Linked DNA regions of Gossypium hirsutum: region 1 is linked to region 2. The links are chromatin contacts, called in public Hi-C maps. All regions are on one chromosome and are shown on one strand. The core of a region is the stretch at or near the end of the contact, and the rest is flanking DNA. Distances in the headings are between cores, read along the strand shown.

What was found. A called contact is a pair of places that touch in the nucleus more often than the background predicts.
Region 1: a contact with region 2 is called in a Hi-C map of leaf, with 2.2 times the contacts expected there. The contact joins the promoter of LOC107886118 here to the enhancer-like site in region 2. A contact is called at or near these places in 3 of 34 Hi-C or Micro-C datasets (callus and leaf).

What each region holds. Positions count from the first base shown.
Region 1 is chrA03:17,153,781-17,158,187 of Gossypium_hirsutum_v2.1, reverse strand. LOC107886118 (dnaJ homolog subfamily B member 4) reads right to left here and starts at 1,915. Exons shown (of 2, transcript XM_041096571.1): 1 at 1,066-1,915. The coding sequence starts at 1,685.
Region 2 is chrA03:16,846,319-16,850,837 of Gossypium_hirsutum_v2.1, reverse strand. It overlaps the pseudogene LOC107886053. Among protein-coding and RNA genes, the nearest start is that of LOC121219056, 15 kb to the right of the region's middle. Within about 2 kb of position 2,822, at least 8 of the 9 cell types and tissues checked have an H3K27ac peak or open chromatin away from gene starts, as enhancers often do. A contact at or near this core is called in leaf, where this site is marked.

The DNA of each region.
Region 1 (4,407 bases), core at 666-3,165, 310 kb before region 2:
CCAAGACAGAAACCATTATTTATGCCAACCCAGAAGAACAATATGACATGTTAGCAAGATCCATAAACAGAATTCCCCACTGGGGGTGATGCCTTTAAAGATGGAATGATACAGGGTGTATAAACCAATTCTTATCCCAGAATATTCTCCTGCCAAAAAATGAAACAGAATTATCCAACTCCCAGAATCTTTACTTCAGAGAACAAAATGTCCTTACTAATGCGTCTTACAGTCTAGAAGAGATAAGTACCTTACAGAAATTTTAAGTGAGATTATTGAGGAGATTTAGGTGACTCAAAATCACTAGATTCCCTCACAAAGCATCTTCAAAGCTGTGATGTTCAAATAGTTGATCACCCTTAACAGGAATTCACTTATTCTGTACGGTAGGAGGGTAGCAATGTTTGAACATATGATCTCTAACCAACCTGAAATACCTGACTAGGGAATGCTAACAGAATCAACAGTCTCTGCTTGCCTATTGCTAATCTCACATTCCACAAAATTATGGTTTGGTACTTCTTATGATCATCAAGAAAACAGAAGATGACCTTTCCTTCCTCGAGTCAACCATTTAAGTAAAAGTGAAAGTGCTTCAGTTGACCGGTATTCATAGCAAACAACTCGAAATACTTTCTGACCATAGGTAAAACCAAAAAGAACAAGAAATTTAATCCAAAGAAAAAACAATCATGTAGAACAATCCATCCTATTCAAATTGCGAACTACTAGTTGGAGGAAAAGTATCTTAATTACTCACACCACTAGCATTGGATGCCAAATAGAATGTAGCTCAAACTCAACAGTCAACTCTAGTAAGAATATATCATTTGCATCTTTATAAGAAGCAATTAAAAATATAGCATTGCCTGCCATCAAGCAACAAAAGGGTTCTTTGTACTCCAACAAACATTTCACTATCAAACAAACAAAGTTCTCGTCTTTTCAATGGCATAAATCCCAATAAAAAATAATAATATCAAAAGACAAAAATCAATTTATCCATCATTAAAGTTAAAAGACTTATAAATTAAAAAAAAGAAAAAAAGAAGAAGCTTAGCTTACCCTGAGACAGAAGGGTCAAAAACATTCCTCGCAATCCTCATTTTCTTCTTGGCACCTTTATAAAGCTCTTCCAAGCTACAATGCAACACATTTTCCACGGCAGCGGCTTTCCTCAATTCTCCATTACTAGTAGTGGTACTAGTCCCGTAACCATTACTATTCCTAAAATGCGCTTCTCTAAACCCTCTATTTCCTCTTCCACCATTGGCCTCCGCCCCAAACAGCTCCTCGTATATATCATCTGCATCCCTCGGCTTAAACCTGAAAGAATCCGTATTAGGTTGCTGCTGCCTCTGATTATTATTACTATTGTTATAGTAATGGCCAGCTCCGCGGGGATAAGACGCCGACGTGGAAGCGTGAGATTGGTTAGGAGGCGGGAATTGTCCGGATTTGAGAGCCTCCTCACCGTAAAGATCGTAGATCTGTCGTTTCTTCGGATCTGATAGAACATCGTAAGCTTCGGAGAGAAGCTTGAATTTGGCTTCGGCTTCGGGTCTTTTGTAGGAAGGGTTCTTGTCGGGGTGCCAAATCATGGCCAGCCTCCTGTAAGCCTTTTTGAGATCCTCTTCGTTGGCGTGGCGATTCACTTTCAGAATATTGTAATAATCGACGCCCATGATTCTGTGTTTTTTTTTTCTTTCTTCTGTTTGTTTGGCTAGAAAGAAAATATTGAGGAAGAAACGGAGAATGTGAAACTGAATTATGGAAGGGAAGGCTGTGAAGGGAAAAGAAGATCTGACGGTTAAAAAATAAAAAGAAAAAATGAATCTTTTCGTAATATATAATAATACAAGATGATATCTTCAAAAAGGTATGGGGCCTATACGAATAACGTGCTGCTAACTACGTTTCTAAGATATGGCAAACAATTGATATATTTAGATGCAAAAGTTTAAACGGATTCGATTTTTTTTTTAAATATTAGTAATTTGATTGGTATTTATATTATTCCTAAGATAGGAATATGTGAATTTAAGTATATAGAAATACATTATCTTTTTATTTATGTGGTGGGAGGAGCTATAAGTAATTTAGACATTGTGTCTAAAAAATACATATAATTAAAAATTGCTCAAAAATATTAAAATCTTAAATTTTATAAATTTTTAAAAATATATATAACTTGACATTTTGTAAATGTTGGAGGTTAACTTTATTGAATTTTTTGGAGTTTGAATTAAAATCACAAATTTTATATAAAATAATGAGGTGTAGTGTGGTGGTTGTTTATTTCATCTCATAATCACAAGATTAGAGGTTTAAGGTTTGATCCTTACTCATGGGAATGAAGTATATTTTATGACCAACCATTTTTAAAAATTATAATTTGACATTTTGTAAATGTTGGAGGTTAACTTTATTGATTTTTTTAGAGTTTGAATCAAAATCACCAATTTTATACATAACGATGAGGCGTGGTGTGGTGGTTGTTTACTTCATCCCATAATCACAAGCTTGGAGTTTCAAGGTTTGATCCTTACTCATGGGAATGAAGTATATTTTATGACAAACCATAAACCTTCAGTAATCGAAATCAATTTTTATTATAATACTTTATTTTACTCATTGATTATCTCACGTTTAACTAATATTAAATGGAATTACGTGATCGGATCGTAATACAGAAATACAATTTATATTAATAGATAATCTAAATATATTCTTAGTCTAATCAAAATTGAACAAATCAATTGAAAGATTAATATGTTGCCTGCCAAGTCCAATTGGGAGATATCTTATCTTAGGTATTGAAGCAGATGTCTCTTGAAAAATAGAGACATATATATGACTGACTGGAATAAAGTACATTATACATCTAAATACATTCTTAGTCTAATCAAAATTGAGCAAATCGAATAAAAGACTAATATGTTGTCTATCAAGTCCAATTGGAAGATATCTTAACTTAGGTATAGAAGCAGATGTCTCTTGAAAAATAGAGACATAGATATGACTGACTATAATAAAGTACATTATACATGACTCAAGTAGAATAGATCCTAGATCCATTTACGAATTTATTCGCTTATAACGTTCATAGTGTGATATACCTTAATCCTAAGTGGGTGATAGACTATGTATGTGTGACTCGTATACTTTGATGTAAATCAAAAATTGAGTTCAAATAGATAATGAACCAAAAGTTGGTACGTTGAGTACAAGATTTCTACATGATGTAGCATTATTCCACAACAATGGAATTCATGGCTCGATAAAGTGTAAATGATATCCTCTCATTGACATTACATGGCGGATGAAAAATAATGTGGCCACGAGTCATTTGACTTAGAGATAAATGGTTTAATTATTATTTGTTAATAATTGAGTTTTTGTTGAGGAAGATGTAATGGTTACCATGAGATAAAATAGGATCATATTGGGAGAATGAACTTATCCTAAAGATATTAAGGATATCCTATAAAGGTAACACATTTATGACAAGGTTATTGGACAAGCACTCAATGAGTGACTTTTGTAATGATATATAATAAGAGAGAGCTTAGTCATGATACTTTAGTGAAATGACTTCATAACTAAATAATGTTGTAATTAATAAGCGAAAAGTCGAAACTTAATTACAAATTATTTGAGCTCTAATTATATATGTTCAATCTGTTGAAGTATGCCTAAACATTAGTCATATGATGATTGTAATAACCTACTTTTACCTAGTTTATCAATAAAAGATATTGTCATTATTTTCAATATTTATTTTTATGTTTAGATAAATTGTACAATGATAATGTCCAAAGAATGATATGCTCATTTTTAAATGTCCTTAATAAAAAATTATTGTAAGCTTAGACAATATTAATACATTGAAATTAATATGTGTTTGATTGATGACAAATGTTGTTATAAATATATGATACCAAATCAACACATAAGTATATATTAGAGAACAATATACTGGACTGACTCACCATGAGAATGTTTCTTGGATTATTATGTAATAGTCACAATATTTCTCATGGTAATAATTGCATGTATGATCCTTAAACTTGAGATCATCATTGTTCCAACATTGTAAGTCGTATGCTGTGACACAGTTAAATGCCTTTCGTAAAAAATTATACTATAAAGACTGATATTGGGTGTGCCACACTCTGTGTGGTAGGATGTGAGTGATCAAGATAGGATTTGTCCTTCCTATATAATGAGAGAAATATTTTAGGCCTCTTGATTGAGTGAGACTAGAAATGCATAATAATGCTCAAATTAATTGATATGAGATATCACACTTATTTGTTTATCTTAGTCTACTTGAGAATCAATGAATAATAGATTGAACTATACAAGTGTGACTATTCCATGACTTGTGTTCAATCTAGATATAAA
Region 2 (4,519 bases), core at 1,573-4,072:
AGTATGATAGTATCAGATTGTTGTGACCTACACCTGTATATTATAATGTTATTAGTGAGTTTATATGTTGATTATGATTGATTTAATTGTTTGATTAGTTAGTAATGCTCATGACCCTAATCTGACGACGGAGAGGGGTTAGGGGTGTTATCTATCGGTACTGGTCTGCCAGATTGGATCGATATCAGATTCACTGTCATCTTCATTCTCAGACCCACCAACATCTTCTGTGTTGGATGTCCTCTCGCCGGTGGACGTCGTAAGGAGTACATCATCCCTTCTCGTATAGCTATCGAAACATCCAAAATCATTTGTCGATAGCCAACCACTGAAAGTAGACATCATTCCTTTATAAGAGTTCCCAACATTAAACATCGGTTGACTGAAGTTCAAATCAATACCACTAAATGAGTGACATGCATGGGTCGTGTATTCCATCCTACCACTCCAACCTGACTGTTCGATGTTTTGCCTGCCACGGTTGAAATCTAAGGCCGAGAAAATGAGTATCTTCTGATTGATGATTCCGAGATATCATGATGGGAAGTTCCTAAAAAAGTGGTGAACACACCAGACAACTGTGCCGTTGGACTATTAGCATGTTCTTCCATTCTGTCTTCTCGAACATGAACATATGTCGATATCTGAGGGCCTTGGTCTCCCATTGAGAACTCGTCATATAACTCAAGAAACGGGGATTCACCGTTTAGATGCGTCTACACCATCGCCTCTAACCCTCTCGCACCTCTAATATCAAAATCGTCATATCTAATAAGTTGTCTGACGCACAAAATCGATATTAAAGGGACGATACTTTCAGTTAGTTGATCCAATGATTTTCCACATAATTCTTATTCGTAGTTCTGACAATTGTCTGTTCTAGTTAAAAGTCAGTCGCACTGTGTTTTCTAATAAAAAAATGACCTTGTTCTCAGTGTCACACATTTCACCGTTGTAATAAACAATAGCATTAATCCGTCCACTCATTTTCAACCAAATAACCTGTCAAGACGTTCAAAACAAAAATATTATGCAAAAAATTAATGAATAACAAAAATCAATTTTTACTTTTATGCAAATTGCGTCATTGCTCTAACTTATACCTTCTCTATGAACTTCTCTTCTTCTGATCTCTCTGACAACTGGTTATTTGCTCGTAAATGGCTTATGTTACTTAAGGCTAAAATATGTTTCATTTATAGATCAGGGGACGAGCTCAAAGTTGATTCTGAAAATTCCCACCGGCTAGTGAGGGTTGAAATTTGTAGAAAAATAACGCTCCAAGCAAGACACACTATCAGCAAAAGTATTGAAAGTGTGTCCAAGTGGAAGCGTTTTCAGTGCCATGTAAGTTGAAAGCGCTTCCAATTGGATGGTCTTTCAGTACTTTTGCTGATAGTGCGTCCTACTTGGAGCGTTATCTCTCTACAAATTTCAACCCTCATTTGGGACAAAAAAACCATCGTATATATCCCGAGATATATTTTCAAAACTCATCTCGTCAATATTAATGCACTGTGATAAATAATTTACTAAAATATCGAATCAATCTAGTATTAAAAATGTGCAAAATTTTAAAAACTACTATTGTGTGTCCTGCTTAGAGCGTTATCTCTCTACAAATTTCAACACTCACTTGGGACAAAAAACCCACAATATATCCCGAGATATATTTCAAAACTTATCTCATCAATATTAATGCATTGTGATAAATAATTTACTAAAATATTGGATCAAACTAGTATTAAAAATGTGAAAAAAATTAAAAACTAATATTTCATCCCAAACAAGTACTTCAAGTTTCGATGAAAATATGAGGTTTTTAAATTTCTAATACAATAATAATTATTTAACATTTCAAAAACCCTAAACCCTATCCTAAACCCTAACCCGAAAATACAAAACCCTAGCACAAAATACCCATGAGAAAAACGTTTCCAGTTGAAAGCTTTTTCAGTTGAACTGTCAGAAAACACGTACAAAACACATACATCAGGTATAATGTACATAATTATAAAATAAACATAATTATAATATAAATAATACATCTAAATTAATGCACTGTGATAAAATATGTTATATATTAGTATTATAATAAAATAATAATAATAAATTACAAATTATTTTATATTAGTATTATAATTGTTTTTAAATTATTTTTAAGAAAAAATTATAATAAACATAATTATAATATAAATAATACATCTAAATAATTAAAATGAAAATTATAAAATAAAATTAATGGTTAAAATATATTCGAATCTAAATTAAAATATATAAAGTATATATACATGAAATAAAACTTAACAAAATAAATTTATATAAAAAATAAAGTAATGATTTACATGATGGGATAACCCAAACTTTAAATAATAACTACAATCAAATTAACATCACAAAGCATATTCATAACTAAATCTGAATTTAATATTATAATTGCACGTAACTTTTATTATGACATAATTCTGAAGAAAAACTTTTTTTATAACATAACAACATAAATAAAATAATTGGTTTGGATGATGGTAAAATTATTATTAAAAATTAAATAAATTAATTTTTATGTGTTAAATTAAAAAGTAAATTAATTTTTATTTATTTTTACTATTAAACTGATGAAATAATTAAACTAACCTGTCGTTAGATCAATTGTGAATAATAAAAATGAAGTAAATTTTTAATCGGAAAACTGATTAATTATATAAGTACCTCCACCGTCGTTTGCTTACGGGAAAAATCAACTCAAATGGGCTCCACATACACATTTTTTCCACACGGTATCAACTTATAAAAAAAAACCAAGGAATTAATTATTTAATTATTTAATAGCAGCTATATGAGCATCCAATAATCTTCCACTACCTTTCTTTTCTCTCCCTCCACCAACCCCGCCTTAATCCGCCCTAAATGGCGTTCTCTCCCGGAATACCCCACCGTCGTCGTCACTTCCTTCGCTTCCTCACTCTCCTCTCCCTCTTCTTCATATCCCATTCAAGGCTAACTCTCGACCGTTCAGACTCCAAAGCTCTTTCCACACTTCTCAAAGACTTGGGCATCGCCAGTCAACGGTTCCCCGCCACCGATCCTTGCAGAGCCGCCGGCGTTTTCTGCGAGAGAAGACTCGCCGACGACAACACTTATGTCCTTAAAGTCACCAGGCTTGTATTTAAATCCCAAATGCTTGATGGGTCTCTGTCTCCTGCAATTGGGAAGCTGTCGGAGCTGAAAGAGCTCTCCGTTTCCCACAACAGGATTGGTAACCCAGTTCCACATGAAGTTTTTCACTGTAAAAAACTCGAAATCCTCGACATTCGAAACAACATGTTTTCCGGCGAGATACCGTCGAATTTGTCTTCTTTGGTTCGTCTCCGAGTTCTCGATTTATCTTCCAATGAGTTCACCGGTGACTTGGCCTTCTTGAAGTATTTTCCCAACTTGGAAAATCTTTCCCTTGCCAACAATCTGTTTTCCGGGAAAATCCCATCATCTATACGTTCGTTTCGAAACCTTCGGTTCTTTGATTTCTCAGGGAACAATTTCCTTGAAGGTTCAGCTCCATTGATGAGCCAAGTTGATGAATCAACAGTAACTCAGTACCCCAAACGGTACACTTTTGCTGAGAGGAAATCAACAAATAATAGCAGAAGCAGAGCTCAAGCTCCATCACCAATTGGGAGCAAATCAGTAACCAGTGAAGGTCCTATCTTATCACCAGTAACTCAACACCGACACAAAAATAATAGTAAAAAAGCAATGGAATGGCTGTTGGGATTCTTTGCTGGAGCTGTAGGTGGAGGCATATCTGGGTTCGTCTTCTCTGTTATGTTTAAACTGGTGTTGGCAACCATTTTAGGAGCTGCTAAAGATCCTGGTCCATCCATATTCAGTCCATTGATTAAGAAAGCTGAGGATTTATCGTTTTTAGAGAAAGAAGATGGGTTGGCTTCATTGGAGATCATAGGGAAAGGGGGGTGTGGAGAAGTATATAAAGCTGAATTACCAGGAAGTGATGGCAAAATGATTGCTATTAAGAAAATTATTCAACCCCCAAAAGATGCAGCTGAGTTAACTGATGAAGACAGCAAGCTTCTCAACAAGAAAATGCGTCAAATCAAATCAGAGATCACCACAGTAGGCCAAATTCGACATAGGAATCTCCTTCCGTTGTTGGCTCATATTTCTCGACCCGACTGTCACTACCTTGTGTATGAATTCATGAAGAATGGAAGCTTGCAAGACATCTTACAACAAGTATCAGAAGGCACAAGGGAGCTAGATTGGCTTGCGCGGCAGAGGATAGCAAAAGGAGTGGCTGCTGGGCTTGAATATCTTCACATGCACCATAGCCCTCGAATCATTCATAGAGATTTGAAACCAGGGAACATCCTTCTTGATGATGAAATGGAAGCCAGGATCGCAGATTTCGGGCTTGCAAAAGCAATGCCTGATGCACAAACTCATATTACCACTTCCAATTTGGCTGGAACTGTGGGGTATATCGCACCTGAATATCATCAAA